3 separate regions of the Mus musculus genome follow, and all the other regions are linked to region 2. Evidence: chromatin contacts called from public Hi-C data. All regions are on one chromosome and are shown on one strand. Each heading gives the region's core, a stretch centred on a gene start, on an enhancer-like site or on the middle of the called end of the contact. The rest is flanking DNA. Distances are from core to core; before and after follow the strand shown.

What was found. Hi-C and Micro-C count contacts between places; a contact is called where the count stands out from the background.
Region 1: a contact with region 2 is called in a Hi-C map of embryonic fibroblasts, with 3 times the contacts expected there. The contact joins two enhancer-like sites. A contact is called at or near these places in 1 of 39 promoter capture datasets (embryonic stem cells), 19 of 484 Hi-C or Micro-C datasets (the 3T3-L1 cell line, 3T3-L1-derived adipocytes, the HL-1 cell line and 14 more) and 2 of 9 other capture datasets (macrophages and pancreatic islet).
Region 3: a contact with region 2 is called in a Hi-C map of the C2C12 cell line, with 3 times the contacts expected there. The contact joins two enhancer-like sites. A contact is called at or near these places in 1 of 15 datasets of contacts at CTCF or cohesin (the NIH/3T3 cell line), 2 of 484 Hi-C or Micro-C datasets (the C2C12 cell line and brown adipocytes) and 2 of 9 other capture datasets (adipose tissue and liver).

What each region holds. Positions count from the first base shown.
Region 1 is chrX:159,741,548-159,746,116 of GRCm38.p6, reverse strand. All of the region lies in intron 2 of Sh3kbp1 (SH3-domain kinase binding protein 1), which reads right to left. Among named protein-coding and RNA genes, the nearest start is that of Sh3kbp1, 120 kb to the right of the region's middle. Within about 2 kb of position 1,871, at least 21 of the 459 cell types and tissues checked have an H3K27ac peak or open chromatin away from gene starts, as enhancers often do. A contact at or near this core is called in embryonic fibroblasts, where this site is marked.
Region 2 is chrX:159,950,959-159,955,981 of GRCm38.p6, reverse strand. The region is part of intron 13 of Sh3kbp1 (SH3-domain kinase binding protein 1); the gene reads right to left. Among named protein-coding and RNA genes, the nearest start is that of Map3k15, 35 kb to the left of the region's middle. Within about 2 kb of position 1,866, at least 33 of the 459 cell types and tissues checked have an H3K27ac peak or open chromatin away from gene starts, as enhancers often do. A contact at or near this core is called in the C2C12 cell line and embryonic fibroblasts, where this site is marked.
Region 3 is chrX:159,805,940-159,810,373 of GRCm38.p6, reverse strand. All of the region lies in intron 4 of Sh3kbp1 (SH3-domain kinase binding protein 1), which reads right to left. Among named protein-coding and RNA genes, the nearest start is that of Map3k15, 180 kb to the left of the region's middle. Within about 2 kb of position 1,268, at least 21 of the 459 cell types and tissues checked have an H3K27ac peak or open chromatin away from gene starts, as enhancers often do. A contact at or near this core is called in the C2C12 cell line, where this site is marked.

The sequences.
Region 1 (4,569 bases), core at 622-3,121, 210 kb after region 2:
CATTCTGTAGCCCTGGCTGGCTGAGAACTCAAAATAATCTGCTTGCCTCTGCCTCCCAAATGCTGGGATTAAAGATACACAATGCCATATGTGGACTAATGGGGAAAACTAGTACATTAAAATAAAACTGAAAATAAGCTTCGTTTTTTTCTGTGTCTTCTAAAGATGAGGGAATATGGCTGTAGTTATGAAGAATAAATTATGAGGGGCTAGGAAGATGGCTCAATTGATAAAAGTTTTAGCCATGCAAGCATGAAAACCTGAGTTTGACTTCCCTCCAACCATGTTTAAAAGCAAAGCACAGCAGTGTCTGTGTCTGTGTGTGTGTGTGTGTCTCTGTGTGTGTGTGTGTGTGTGTGTGTGTGTGTGTGTGTGTGTGTGTGTGTGTGCCTATAATGCTGATTGGTACTGGTTAGGCACAGGTAGGTGGATGCCAGGAGCTAAGTGCTCAGGCAATCTAGCCAACTGCTGACTTCCAAGTTTTGTGAGGCACCCTGTCTCAAAATACAAACTGGAGAATGAAAGAGAAAGACACTCACATCTTGACCTCTTGACCAGACATGCACTCACACACACATGCACTCACACACATGTACTTATGCATGTGTGCTCATGCACACACACACACACACACACACACACACCACACACCACACACACTGGAACAAACAAGAGCATACTATGAGCAACATACTGTTCTAAAAGCATACATGGAATAAAACACTTAATACTCACAACATCACTGAGAAGTGGGGCCATTATTGTCTGGCTTTGACAGATATAGAAGGTAAATTCCATGCAGACAAGGGGTTAGTTGGTGAAGGTGTCTTATAGCTGAGTCCCTGTGCTAGCAGTCACAAACCATGCTCTGCACACAGAACTCAACTGCTTCCTACATCAGCTCTCCTTTTGCTCCATAAGTAATTGAAACAGAAGAGACAAGGAAAATTGTAGTATCAACTTTGAGCAGCGACCAGCACAATGTGAGAGCCAATGAGTTGCCAGCCACTCCCAAGTAATTAAATTCTTGATTTTTTTTTTTACCAACATAAAAACACCTGTTTACTGTTTGGTGAAAGAATGTTTACACACATTCCCATCCAGGCTAGCTCAATCATCGAGAATACATTCTTTCGATCCTATAACAATGCCATTTCATGCTCATTTCCTGATTAAAGCTTTTAGACAGCTGGGCATTTTCAGTTCTCAGAGCTGTAGGGAGCCAGGCAAGTTTCCACCCAGTGACTCTAGGATCATTAATCTAAGGAAAGTATGTGCCAACGCAATACTGGGTTTTCCATTGTTTCAGTAGAGGAGGGGAGGAGTAGGTTAATCTAATTACCCTATGTGTGGTCAGTCACCCAACTTCACTTAACAAAAAGACCAAATGCCAAGCTGCACCTCCAACAGCAAACTCCTAAGAAATGAGGCATTCCTCACCAAAAGAATGCAAGGGATGCTTATAGTGCTTGAAAGCAAATGTAGTAACAATAAAAACAATTACCCTAACCTTACACACACACACACACACACACACACACACACACAGAGAGAGAGAGAGAGAGAGAGAGAGAGAGAAAGAGAGAGAGAGAGAGAGAAAGTCAGGACATTTTAAACATATGAAAGAGCTCAGAACACAACTATAAACCCCTGTCTCTCTCTATCTATCATATCTGTGCACATGTACACATCTACATGCACGCATATGCACAGGCAACAAGAATGGAAACGTTTTGTAGCAAACCATGGTTAACTGCAGCTGTAGCTGTCTGGAACTAGAAGTTGTCAGGAGCCAGACACAAATGGAGACCTAGAATTGGGCTCACTCTGCAGCCATGGCTGTGCACTTGGCACGAAGTTCGGCACTTGGAGCCTGCCACTGGTATTTCTCTCTCTGGTAAGGAGCAGCTGTGTGCAGAAAGGCAGCAGCCTGGAGTTGGCAGCTGACACTGGACTTTACGTTCTGGCTCACCATTGCTAATGTGGTAACCTCTGGGCCTTGATTTTCTTAGTTGCAGGGAGAGATGAAGGTATTTGTGAAGCCCAGTGAGACCATGAGAAAGAAGGCACAACAAGATGGAGAACCCCACTTAGGAACAGGGAGGTGGACTGCAATAGAGTTTTAACTAACTAGCATAGGATACTAGCACAGTTAGTCTTGTAAAGCTCTCAAAAATTGACTTCTGTGTGTCCTTTCTCTCTCTGTCTCTCTCTCTCTCTCGGTCTCTCTCTCTGTCTCTCTCTGCCTCTCTGTGTGTCTCTGTCTCTCTGTCTCTGTCTCTCTGTCTGTCTCTGTCTCTCTGTGTGTGTGTCTCTGTCTCTCTCTCTCTGTCTCCATGAAAGCAAGTAAATAAAGCAAGACAGAAAGAAGGATGCTAGACCCAAGACAGTCGATATAAGAGAGACGACAGGAGTTTCCTGGCTACCAAACAAGCAACACCTTAAAAAGCAGCACCAACAGACTAAGAAAGGAATAACAGCAGCCAATTCAGAATGCAGCAGAAGCTGGACGGGTCTCAATGTGTGTGCTATTTTTCCCTGAAGAGAGGAATCAGGAGATAGAGAAAAATTTCTGGATGAAGAGCACTTTCTTTTATTTTATTTTATAAAGCTGCCCAGTTCAACAAGGTATGGGAAAACCTAGATGACAGCAAATATGAGAGTGAGTTATTCTCTCTAGAGAAAGTTACAAGTTACATGAGAAAATTAATTACAGAATAGTCTTGCTTCCTAGTTGACATCGACACTACTACATTAAAAATAGTGAGGAAGAGTCTAGCAGAATCCAGGTTAGGAGAGTATACAGAAGATGGGAATTTAAAGAGGTGAACCAAATCTTCAGCTTCGTTAAAACTGCACAGATGATACTTGGCATCGGCAATGTAAGAGATAATAAGGAATATGTCTTACTCAGAAACACAGCAGCAGGTACCAGAAGCCACAGCTAGGACAGGAGAGTGGCCACCTCAGAGAAGGAAGATGGAAATCCAGAGAGGTGGGACAAGTTACTGCTGTCTTTCAGCATTCTATGATCTATGCACATGTTGATAAAAATCACTCAAGGAGTTAATAATCTTCAAGGTGTACTTGTTCCTGAAAGTAAACTATCAAGTAGTAAAGGACAGTATGGTGCAAAAGCAAAGCACCTATTCCCTGTGGGCTCCCACTTCTCTTCCCCTGGCAGGCATTAATGAATTGTGCACATAGAACATGTATTTGTATTTTTAGGAAGAATGGCAGAGAACTTTTTAATTTACTTTGATTTCATTATGTTGTGGTGGTGGTGGTGATGTCAGGGACTTAACTACGTAGCCCAGTCCGGACTCGAACTCATTACTGCATAGACCAGGATGGACTCAAACTCACAGAGCCCCACATGCCTTAGCCTCCTGAGTGTTAACATTAAAGACATTGAGCCAATACTCCTGGCCCTTGAGCTTTGGTTGTTAATGTCATTGTTCTGAGTTGGTTTTGAGACATGGCTTGGACTTGTTATCCTAGGCCTTCAAGCTTGCCATCCTTCTGCCTCTGCCTCCCAAGAGTAGAGGTTATAGTAATGTATCACCATGCCAGGGCTTTTGGTTTGTTTTTTGTTGTTGTTCTTGTTGTGTGTGTGTGTGTGTGTGTGTATGTATGTGTATGTGAGAGAGAGAGAGATGCATGTGATGTGTGTGTGAGAGAGAGAGAGAGAGAGATGCATGTGATGTGTGTGTTTATGTGAGTGTGTGTGTATGAGAGAGAGAGAGAGAGAGAGAGAGAGAGAGAGAGAGAGAGAATATTAGAACACACATTACCTTCCTTTAGTATCTACCACAAGTGGTGCTGATCATCGTGTCATATGCCTGTTGGCAATGTTTAGAGAACTATCTCTTTCTTTGAGATGGGATCTCAGGTAGGCCAGGCCTCAACATTGCTTTGTAGCCAAAGATGACCTTGAATTCCTTCCTAATCCTCCTATCGGAACCCCCAACTACTGAAATTACAGACGTATTCCACCACACCAGCTAGAGAACTATCTTTTAATTGGGTTTCGTTGTCGTTGTTGTTGTTGTTGTTGTTGCTGTTGCTGCTGCTGCTGCTGGTGGTGGTGGTGGTGGAGGAGGTGGCAGCAGCAGTGGTGGGGTAGCAGTGGTCTTAAGCTATATGAGTTCTTTACATATTCTGGATGTTAACATCTGTCAGGTTTTTTTCCCATGCCATGAGTCACCACCTCACTATGTTCATTGAGTCCTTTGATGTACAAAAGATTCTGATGAGCTCTAATTCAATCTTATCTTTTTATTTGTCTTGTCCACGTTTGTCTCTTTTAGAAGAACTACTATAATTACAATGCTTTATTATAATTATATATGTATAATGGTTTATTATAATTATAATGTTTATGATCCTTACTTTTAGTACATCTGCTAAGTCCTTTCTGCCATGCATATTCACATGTTCAGGGGATCTATATATGGGCATATTGGCAGACCATTCATTATTCAGCCTACAATGATTCTGATATTAAAATTAGAATAATAGTATATTCTCTCTTAAAGGGGTGTGAGTGAGATGCCCTAACTGTGGCTT
Region 2 (5,023 bases), core at 617-3,116:
CTGGGTAGCTGGAGCTGATTCCTGTAGACAATTCTTTTATCAGAAGTGGGGAGCCAGGAGAAGAGGAGAGAGAGTTCACAGAAGGAGATAGAGAAAATGGGTAGGGAGAGCAAAAGAGAGTGTGGGGTGAGGGGGCAGACACAGATACACATGGAGGCCAAGAAGATGTTGCCTCCTACCTTATTTCTTGAGAGAGGGTCTCTCGCTAAACCTGGAGATCACAGATTGAGCTAGTCTGGCAGGCTAACTGAGGCTCCTGTTTCTACCTCCCATACTGCGCTGTTCTAGGGGATTCCCTGGGAGTACACAGTCTGCCAAGGCAAGTGTACGAAGTAAATGTCATCAGTAAAGTGGCTCCTCTAGCACCTGGTGAAGGAGTGTTAGCCTGACAAGCAAAAAGCTACAGAGATGTTGAAGCTCTTGCCAAAAGCATTCGGTTACAGGCTCAAATAGTTGACAGCAGATCAGACAGACACCCTTCGGGCTGGAAACAAGAGGTGGAGGGAGGTTCAGTGATGCAGCATGAAGAATGCAATAGGAGACGGGTGCTGGAACTATAAGCCGAAGATGGGCCACCTTGGGCTCACCATGGGATGGACATAGCATACAGATACAACTAAGTTCACACCAGGAAAAGGAGTCTATTTCTATTGCAGGTGCTTGAGGCCATGCTAGATAGTTCATGCTAAGAAACTACCTCATCCCTTCATAGACAGAGGGATTTGAGAGTCAATAGGCCCCTGCCCCAAGATTCCCACTCTGCCCGAATGCACCTCCTAGCCCACTGTATGGGATTCTGCCCTAATAACATATGACCTCCTATCTGGAAGAACTAGAGTATGTACAGAGCAAAAGATTAATCAAGGAGGGCTCCACCTACACAACTATAGAGGGTGAGATATTTTGGCAGCATGGCTTCTGTAGGATCATTCATGCTTCTAAAAGTAACCCCTCATCCATGCTGTATAAGGCCAACAAACCCATTGGCCCCCAAGTTGGATGCTATCAAGAATCATACTCCACTCTGCCTTTGGTGCCCTATCTGAGAGAGGGTACTTTTTTTCCCCCCATCTTTCCCAGGGATAAGTTCATATAACAGGCTCTGATGGTCTTAGAATGACTTGGAAACGTGGCGTCTACTGCCTCTGTTTGGACTGTGAGACACAGGAAAGCAGGACCTTGTCGTCAACGTTTACCTCATTCCTAGGGTGGGGGAGGGACACGCTTGGTATTCTGTTGCACTAAGAAGAAGCAAATGAATGAATTAACTATCTCAAGGAACACTCCTACTTGAGAGGTAGCTCCTAGTGGGCTGCAGCGTGGCAGCTGCAGGGCAGAAGGCAACATTGTGTGCCATGGCAGCAGTGAAGGAGCTTGGCCAGCTCCCTTAGCTCTATTGGCTGAGGTTTGTACTAAAAAGACCTAGGCATGCTGGAGCCTAGCCACGCACAGCAAGCATCTCCATGACAGATGGCCAAGAAGTCTGCCTCGTTTATGTCACTCATCAGTAAGAGGAGGGTCAGAGTCCCTCATGGAGAGCCACTTTTAGCCCTCTTAATGCACATTTCAGCCAAGTTTCATTTTCTACAGTTTTATCTTATAAAGAACATTCTTATGAATACTAATGGAACCAAACTACCACAAAGGAAGATATCCCAAAGATGAGGTTACTTGCTGCAAAGGGAACCTCAGGTTATCTTTGTGTCTTTCCACAGAGTGAAAACTGCCACATACTTCTGCTTTCTGATTGGGAAGGGGACACACTCTTTAATATTGTCACGTAAATTCTCAGCGGCCTAGGGTATGCTCCTCATGACTGTGGCCAGGGTAGATGTGATTAAGGAAAAATTTCCATGACTAACTCATTGTGGTGTGAAGAAAATGTCCCAATTTTCATGGCGGTTTTGAAGTGAATCAAGCTGAAACATGATATGTGCTTTCTCAGCCTAGCTGGGAAATTTTTCCTCCAAATGAAAAGGGTTTAAATGCACATAAGCTAGTCCAAAACGATTAAGCTGGCTAGCACTGAGGTTAGGGTTTTTTTTTTCCTTTCTTTTTAAGTTTCATAAGGGTAAGAGGCTCTTGGCTTTTGAGACAACTGGAAGAGGAACCCTCTGTGGACATCAGTGGGTGATTCATATTGGACACGATGGAGTCAGCTTGGCAAGGGCTGAGCCTTTTTGTGGCACCAGGAACTGCCCATTTTCCATGAACTTCAGTCATGCCCTATTTAGCTCAATTAGAACATGGAGCCTCATATTCCATGGATGAGAGGAATGGTCCCAGTGACCACAGGTGACCTAAAAGCACAGCCACTGGAAAACAGGGAAAATAGCCAAAAGTTGGAGACAGGTCAGCTGTTACTAACCGAGCTGTGCAGCCCATACATGGGCTCTGTTTATTCACTACTGCGGCTGCTCAAGTTGCTCCCCACTTGACAATGGGAGTCTGCTAAGGTTTAAAGTGCCATCTCTTGGTATCTTTAGAAGCCAACCTATCTGCATATCCCTCACTTACCATTAAAGGCCGCTGGAACTCTGGCCTGGAATCCTGGTAAATGCATTTTTCACTTTAAGTCCTCTGCCATTCCACATGTTGCCACCAGAGAAAAATGTGCAAAGGGCCTGAGATTATCTGCCTGGCTCCTTCCTTATGTGTTGTAGAGGCTCAATACCAATGACTTGGTCCCTTTTTAATTGGTCAGACTGTGCCTCAAGGCCTGGATTAGCTGCTCTCTCCCACTTATACATGACTCCCTTCTCAGTATTTAGCACCCTGAATTGACTTTTGTGCCTTTTATCTGTTTTCCCAGGCCTCACATCATTCCTGGCTTGTGAATGAGCGTTCAATAAATGGTTGTTTAACTGTTTGACAAACAACCTTGATAGCTATGCTTTCTAGAGAGAGAAGGGAAGGGTAGAGGAAAGACAGAAAGGAAGAAAGAAAGGGAGGAGGAAGGGGAGGGGACAGGGAAGGAGAATAACAATGCATTATTTGGGCCTTCAGCTTCACGGGGTTATTCTTCCATAATGTGAGGGAGAGGTTATGTGATTATACCACACAGATGGAATTTTGTTTTTAGATGCTATTAATGAAGGTATAGGATTTGAGGACAGGGACCTAAGAACAAGGCTGGTGGTCTAAACTCCCTTCCTTGGTTTTACAAGGCTTAGATGGGAAAATGCTAAGCCCACAGGACTGCAGATGCTTTCTCTGCAATGAAACAACATCACAAGACATGGTGGGCAAAAGCAAATCTCACCCCACATCTCAGCCATTTGATGGCTGTTGGGAAAATCTGTGCAAATGACAAACAGGGGCCAATTTAAGAGCTCAAATTAACACCTGTGGCAGCTGAGACACCAAGGGAACACTGAGCAGTCATTAACATCTGCATCTCCAGAATCCATAAGGATTAGCTATTCTGTTGGCATTTATAATCCAGGTGTGAGGCTGCCATGCCACAGCTGCCAAGAGGAAACATGTTTAAATCCATTTACCACTATCCCACCAACTCCATGGTTCATGCACAAACCCATTTGCTCCTCTGCCCACACATCTCTTCAGATATTTATAGGCAAAATGAAAGCCAGAGTCAGTCGCTCCCTATCTATGAACCTACAAGCAGTAGGTAGAAAGTGGGGTTGTCTCAAGCCAAATAAATGCTACATGAAGTCTGAGAGCTGAGCAACGTCTCTTCCCTGCTTGCTCTCACATCCATCTTCAGCTCAATGACTTCTGAGGATGTAGCAAAGGTTATGATAGAAGTCTGCTGTAAAAGATGCCTTTGTGCCCCCAAATTTGTAATGTAATGTTGAGGATGAGAGGATCTCTATACACGGCAAAGACAGAGACACTTAAGGCACCAGGCGAGATGTAGACTAGAAATACCCTGCCTATAGATGAGAAGTGATAGAAATACCTGGAGAGGAATTCTGGGTCTATCTGCAAATCCAATATGGCAAGGAGGCACTGTGAATCTTTTCCAAGCTTAGTGAAAATGACTGACTACTGTACACGTGTATGAAATTTACAAATAAATAAGGGAAACTAGTACCAGCCTAAAAACAACAATAAAAAACTAATCTCATTTTAGGTCGAAGGTTTTATGAGTGGGTTGGTGTCCTTGTCCCTCTACTAGGACTCTTGATCCTGCTTGGCTATAGGAAGTAGCCACTTCAGGCTCCACATTCCCCACAAGAAGGGGAGGGTGGGATGGGGGAAGCAGCTGAGTGTGTGGGAGACTGGGAGTGGGGGGCTTCTATCAGGATGTAAAATGAAGAAATAAATTAATTAATGAGAAAAAAATCTAATCATAACTAGATGTGTTGTCAAAGCCAGGAGTGCCCTATCAGGGGTGCACAGGTGGAGTGAATACCTTGTTTCTAATGTGACCCAGTAAGAGTAAAGGTCTGTAAATGGAACCAGTTAGTTAACAGCCCTTTGAAGAACCAAGAGGAACCCCATCATTGGTCTACTTCCTGTAGAACGTAAAGATGCCTTTTGAAATGAGTGCCAGTGCTCAGGCTGACCTGGCTTACTATGTGATACCCTATGCTATGAGCTGGAAGGGGAGGCACTTGGGAAAGGCTCAGAGTGAGGCAGGGGAGGGCCAGGCCTAGATTAGCTCTTTGGAATTAAACTCATCTTCAGAAGCACCAGGCAGCAATGTAAATGGTTAAGTGCAGGCTAAGGGGAAATCTAGCAGACATAGGCAGTGCAGCCTCTTTTGCATTGTGGAATAGAATGTTTGACCCTCAGACCAACCTCTTTTGTTTTTGGCACACACTGAGAAATGCAGAGTGCTTCTCAAATACCCATGATAGCAATTTCTATTTCATCTTGACTCGTGACCCTAAATGAGAGCCAGAGTGGCACACATATACATGTGTAACCCATATTGTCCCACATACTATTTAACTGAGTGAAAAACCACAACTGCACCTGCTAGTCTTTGGCTCGGGTAATACCAAACATATCCATGATCCTGAAGGATGTCTGAAGGTCACTGCCAAGGTGTCAG
Region 3 (4,434 bases), core at 19-2,518, 150 kb after region 2:
ATATTTAAGAAATTTCATAGTTATTCAAATCTAGCACAAATACTTTCTTTTAGATAGTTGTAGCCTGTTCCACATGCTGAGGCTTCAAATATAACTGTTTTCTTTTCTACACTTTTTGTTATTTGACCTAGGGTCTCACACAGGCTAGGACTGCCTCAAACTTACTGTCGTAGCTAAGAATGACCTTGAACAACTGATCCTTCTACCTTTATCAACCAAGTGCTGGGGCTCTAGACATGCATTATGGCACCCAGTTTACCTTCCCTTCTAAACATAGAATCCCTCACCATAGTATGGATGCTTCAGTACCTGTACATACACTAGGAAAACAGATGTGTTCACCACTATATTAAACAGAGGACAATTGTAGAGCAGCCTGAACTTGCTAGATGATCAAATTCCAATACTAAGATTTTTTTTATTAGCATGTCTTTTAAAATACAAAACAAGAGAAGAACCTTGCTTCTAAAGTAATGCAGTCTTAATGGGAGAAAATGAATGCATGCTTGGATCGCCCGCTAGCTGATCAGCTTTTAAACGGATGCCAGCAATTTTTAGTGTATGTGCTGTGAAAGAGATCACTGAACTTGGCTTCTCTTGAGCAAGAGTGAAAGGCGGAGGATGCGCCCATCCACCCACACAGAGGTTTGTCTGCCTGGGTGAAAGCTTTAAAGCATTTCAAGAGCCTCCTTAACCGGAGATGAGTGGATCCAATCTCCTTCTATGGGCATATGAAGAAGAATGCAGACAGTTTTTGAACATGCAAGTTCTCATCTTTGCAAACCACAAAGCCAGGTCAGGCTTTAACTCAGAATCTACATTCCCTCAGTCACCAGCCAGTCTGACTGGGAACCACTGAGAAATGCCTCTAAAATTAATCACAAAAAAAACCGACATAAAACAAAAAAATTTCAGAACATTACTCAAGTTACCACTTTGAGAGATTTGTTGAGACCAGCCTCAGTCGATACAGGAAAAAAAACAAAACAAACAAAAAAGCAAAAAAAGCAAAAAACAAAAAAACAAAACAAAAAACCCAACTCCTTCCTTAGATTCCAGATAACACAGGGAAAAAACAAACAAACACAAAACCAAACTAAAACAGAAGCAGTCGTTAAAAAGAAAAAGGGAAAATTCCAGAGGAACCCAGGTTTTGCCCCTGTAAATTTGTCCCCACAGCTTGCTTGTTCAACTGCACTGAGAGCCCCACTAGCATTTCTGTCTTCTGCACTCTGAACCAAAATGACCCACGTGTATATTCATGACTCATTTAAAAATCACAATCTGTAGGGGTAAGGGGGAATGTCAATCAATCTAGGAATTTAGAGCTTGCCACTCTCTTTCCAAGTTGACAGCTTGGTTCCTTTAAATTTACCATGATGGCTTTTCTATATAGCCAAACTGAGGATGCCCCAGCCAGGAGGCAGAAGGGGGGTGGGAGGCTCCTTAGCACAGCCTTCACTTTGTCCACTCCAGGACTATCCCTTGCTCTCTTCCATCACCAAGGCTGAGGGCTGCAGGCTGGTAGTTAATTTCTGGCAAGCAAGTACCTGTTATTTCTCCTACAGGGGCCCAAAGTTATTTCTTTCTAAACCTTTTAGGCCTGCCAAGGGTATTGCTGGGTTAGATAGTGCAAAAACCTGGGTGTGTGAAGACAAAGTTAGTGCTGAGAAAGAATAAAGGTAACAAATTGAAGGTTAAAAGAAAAACAGCTGCCAAGTTAGGGAGCAAAAAACCTGAGGCTGGGGAGCTATGGATCATCAGAAGGACAATATACTTCCATTGCTTCATTTTCATTGCTACTGACACACTTTAAAGAAATCAGTGCAGGTCATAGACAATACACCGTGGATGCACAAAACAAGGAGCTCAAACCAGCAACCCATACTTACAGAAAAGACCTTGGCCACACTCATACACATACATACATACATACATACATACATACATACAATAAATATTAGATATAGGCCTGACTCTGTATTAAAACATTGTATTGAACATAAACATAGATTGTGATATTTTAAGTTAATATTAGATATTAAGATACACATATATCATTTTAAAAATTCTGTGACTCAATTGTTTTCTAAAAAGCAGCCCACATGATCAAGATCCTCAGAGCTGTCTGTCAAGGACCCCCCCAAAAAAAATAGGTGTGAATTGTCATTATATAACTCAACACTGTCAATCAATCAATCAATCAATCAATCAAGATATAATTATAATATGTACATGCACAATATGTTATACTTTTAAATATTACTTTTATTTATCTATGTGTATGGATGTGCTTAGTCTTCACATATAGCTATGCATGCTTAGCATCCTTGGAGGCCAGAAGAGGGAACTGGATCCTCTGGGACAGCAGTTATGGATGGTTGTAGGACATCACGTGGGTACTGGCAATTGAACCCAGGTCCTCTGGAAGAGCAACCAGGGCTCTTAACTGCTGAGCCATCTCTCCAGCCCTAAGATGTTATACATTCATTAACAGATTGGTTGACTCAACAGTATCACAAGACTTTTATTGTTTTCTTACCTTCATCTGTATCTATGACTTAAAGGGTTTTGTTTACTCGGAACACTTTTCATTTCAGTCTAGTATAGTAGAATCATAGAAGGTATGCCTATAAGCCTATATATAACATTCATTATTAGAGAAAAGGGTAGAACATTATATACTGATAATGGTAAAAAAGAAATCTATGAGATCTCAAATCAACTAAAAAATAGAGAAGTTTTGATATGATTTTGAAAAAAATGTATTAAAAGCTAGCCTTCAGACTCTATGCTTCCCCCGCCCCTTTTCCTGATGAAGAGATCAGCACATGCAGTCTAGAATCCAACTGCAAATGAGCAGAAAAGTACTGCATGTGGGGTCAGTGGCTTGTGTCCCATCACAAGTGCAGCAATTGTTCCCTTGCAGTGGTTCCTTTCCTCACAGCTGACAGGCAAAAGTGTTCAGCATTTCTCAAGAAATGTATTGGTCATGTGTCTTGTTCTTGATTTGTTTTCTTTTTTTTTTTTTTAATTATTGTTGTCTTCAGACACTCCAGAAGAGGGTATCAGATTTCACTATTGATGGTTATGAGCCACCATGTGGTTGCTGGGATTTGAACTCAGGACCTCTGGAAGAGCAGTTAGTGCTCTTAACAGGAGCCATCTCCCCAGCCTTTGATTTGTGTTCTTAAAGTATTGTTATGACAGTAAAGGAAAACCATTGTCTATGACAAGGCCATTTTCAATTCTTGCTCCCTTTCAATCCTGGATCACATGAATATAGATCTATTTCACATGATTACATCCTCGTGTCGGCAATTTTGTGTTCTGATCTGTTCATTTATTTTGCAAAACAAAAGCAAACCCCTATTTTATAGTTCTACTTATTCACGTACTTATTTAGCAAGCATTTTTGAAGGTACATATTAGGATTCAAGCACTATTCCAGGTACCTCAAATATAAAAACACATAAAAGCAGAGTCTTTGCATTTTAAAAAACTCTCTGCTTAGAGAAAGATAGCCAGTATTTATAGTGCAAAACATCATAATAAATACATATTTAAAGGCCTCTGTGTGAACCATTTTAATGGCTTCATGTCTTCTAGGTAAATAATACAACTTAATTCTTTTCCTTGTTTATTTTTCATTATTACAAACACTGCTACAATTAACACAGTCCCTATATGCATTTTTGTTAACCATTTTCAGCAGATAAATTCTTAGGGATGAGATATTTTAGTTATTGACATACCTTCATATAAATATCATATAGCTATACAAATTCACCACTTATACTAGGCACTGACAACAGTCCAACCAGTAAATATTCTTTTAGTGGGCTGAAATCTACTAATCACTATCTTAATTTACACTTTAATAAATAGTAGGGTGGGATATTTTCATATATTTAAAATTTTTCTCCATGGCAAGACATGGTAATACATACCTGTAATCCAACATTCTAAGGCAGTTTCAGGCAGGAGGAATCTAAGCACAAAGGATTCATTGAGCTACCAAGAGAATCCTTGGCTCAGAACAATAAAAATTTTTAAAAGGGACTATTTTTCCTTATGGGATTTGTGATTATGGAAAATTCCTGTGTCATTTGGTATTGGTCTAACAGCTTCATAATATTTTTGTTCATTTTTGCTTTTTGAGATAGGTCTTACTATATTGTTCTGGCTGGCCTGGAACTTTCTACATAGACCAGGCTGGCCTGGAACTCAGAGAAATCTGCCTGCCTCTACTTGTAGAGTACTGGGATTAAAAACATGTATCACCTTGCCTGGCACCTTAATATATTTTTTATATATTACATTTATAACATTTTATAACAATACAGTTTCCCTGTGTGTTGTTCTCTTTCTTTGTTTAATTACCTCGATATACACTAATTTTAACATTTTTATTACTCATGTCTACTTTTTTAT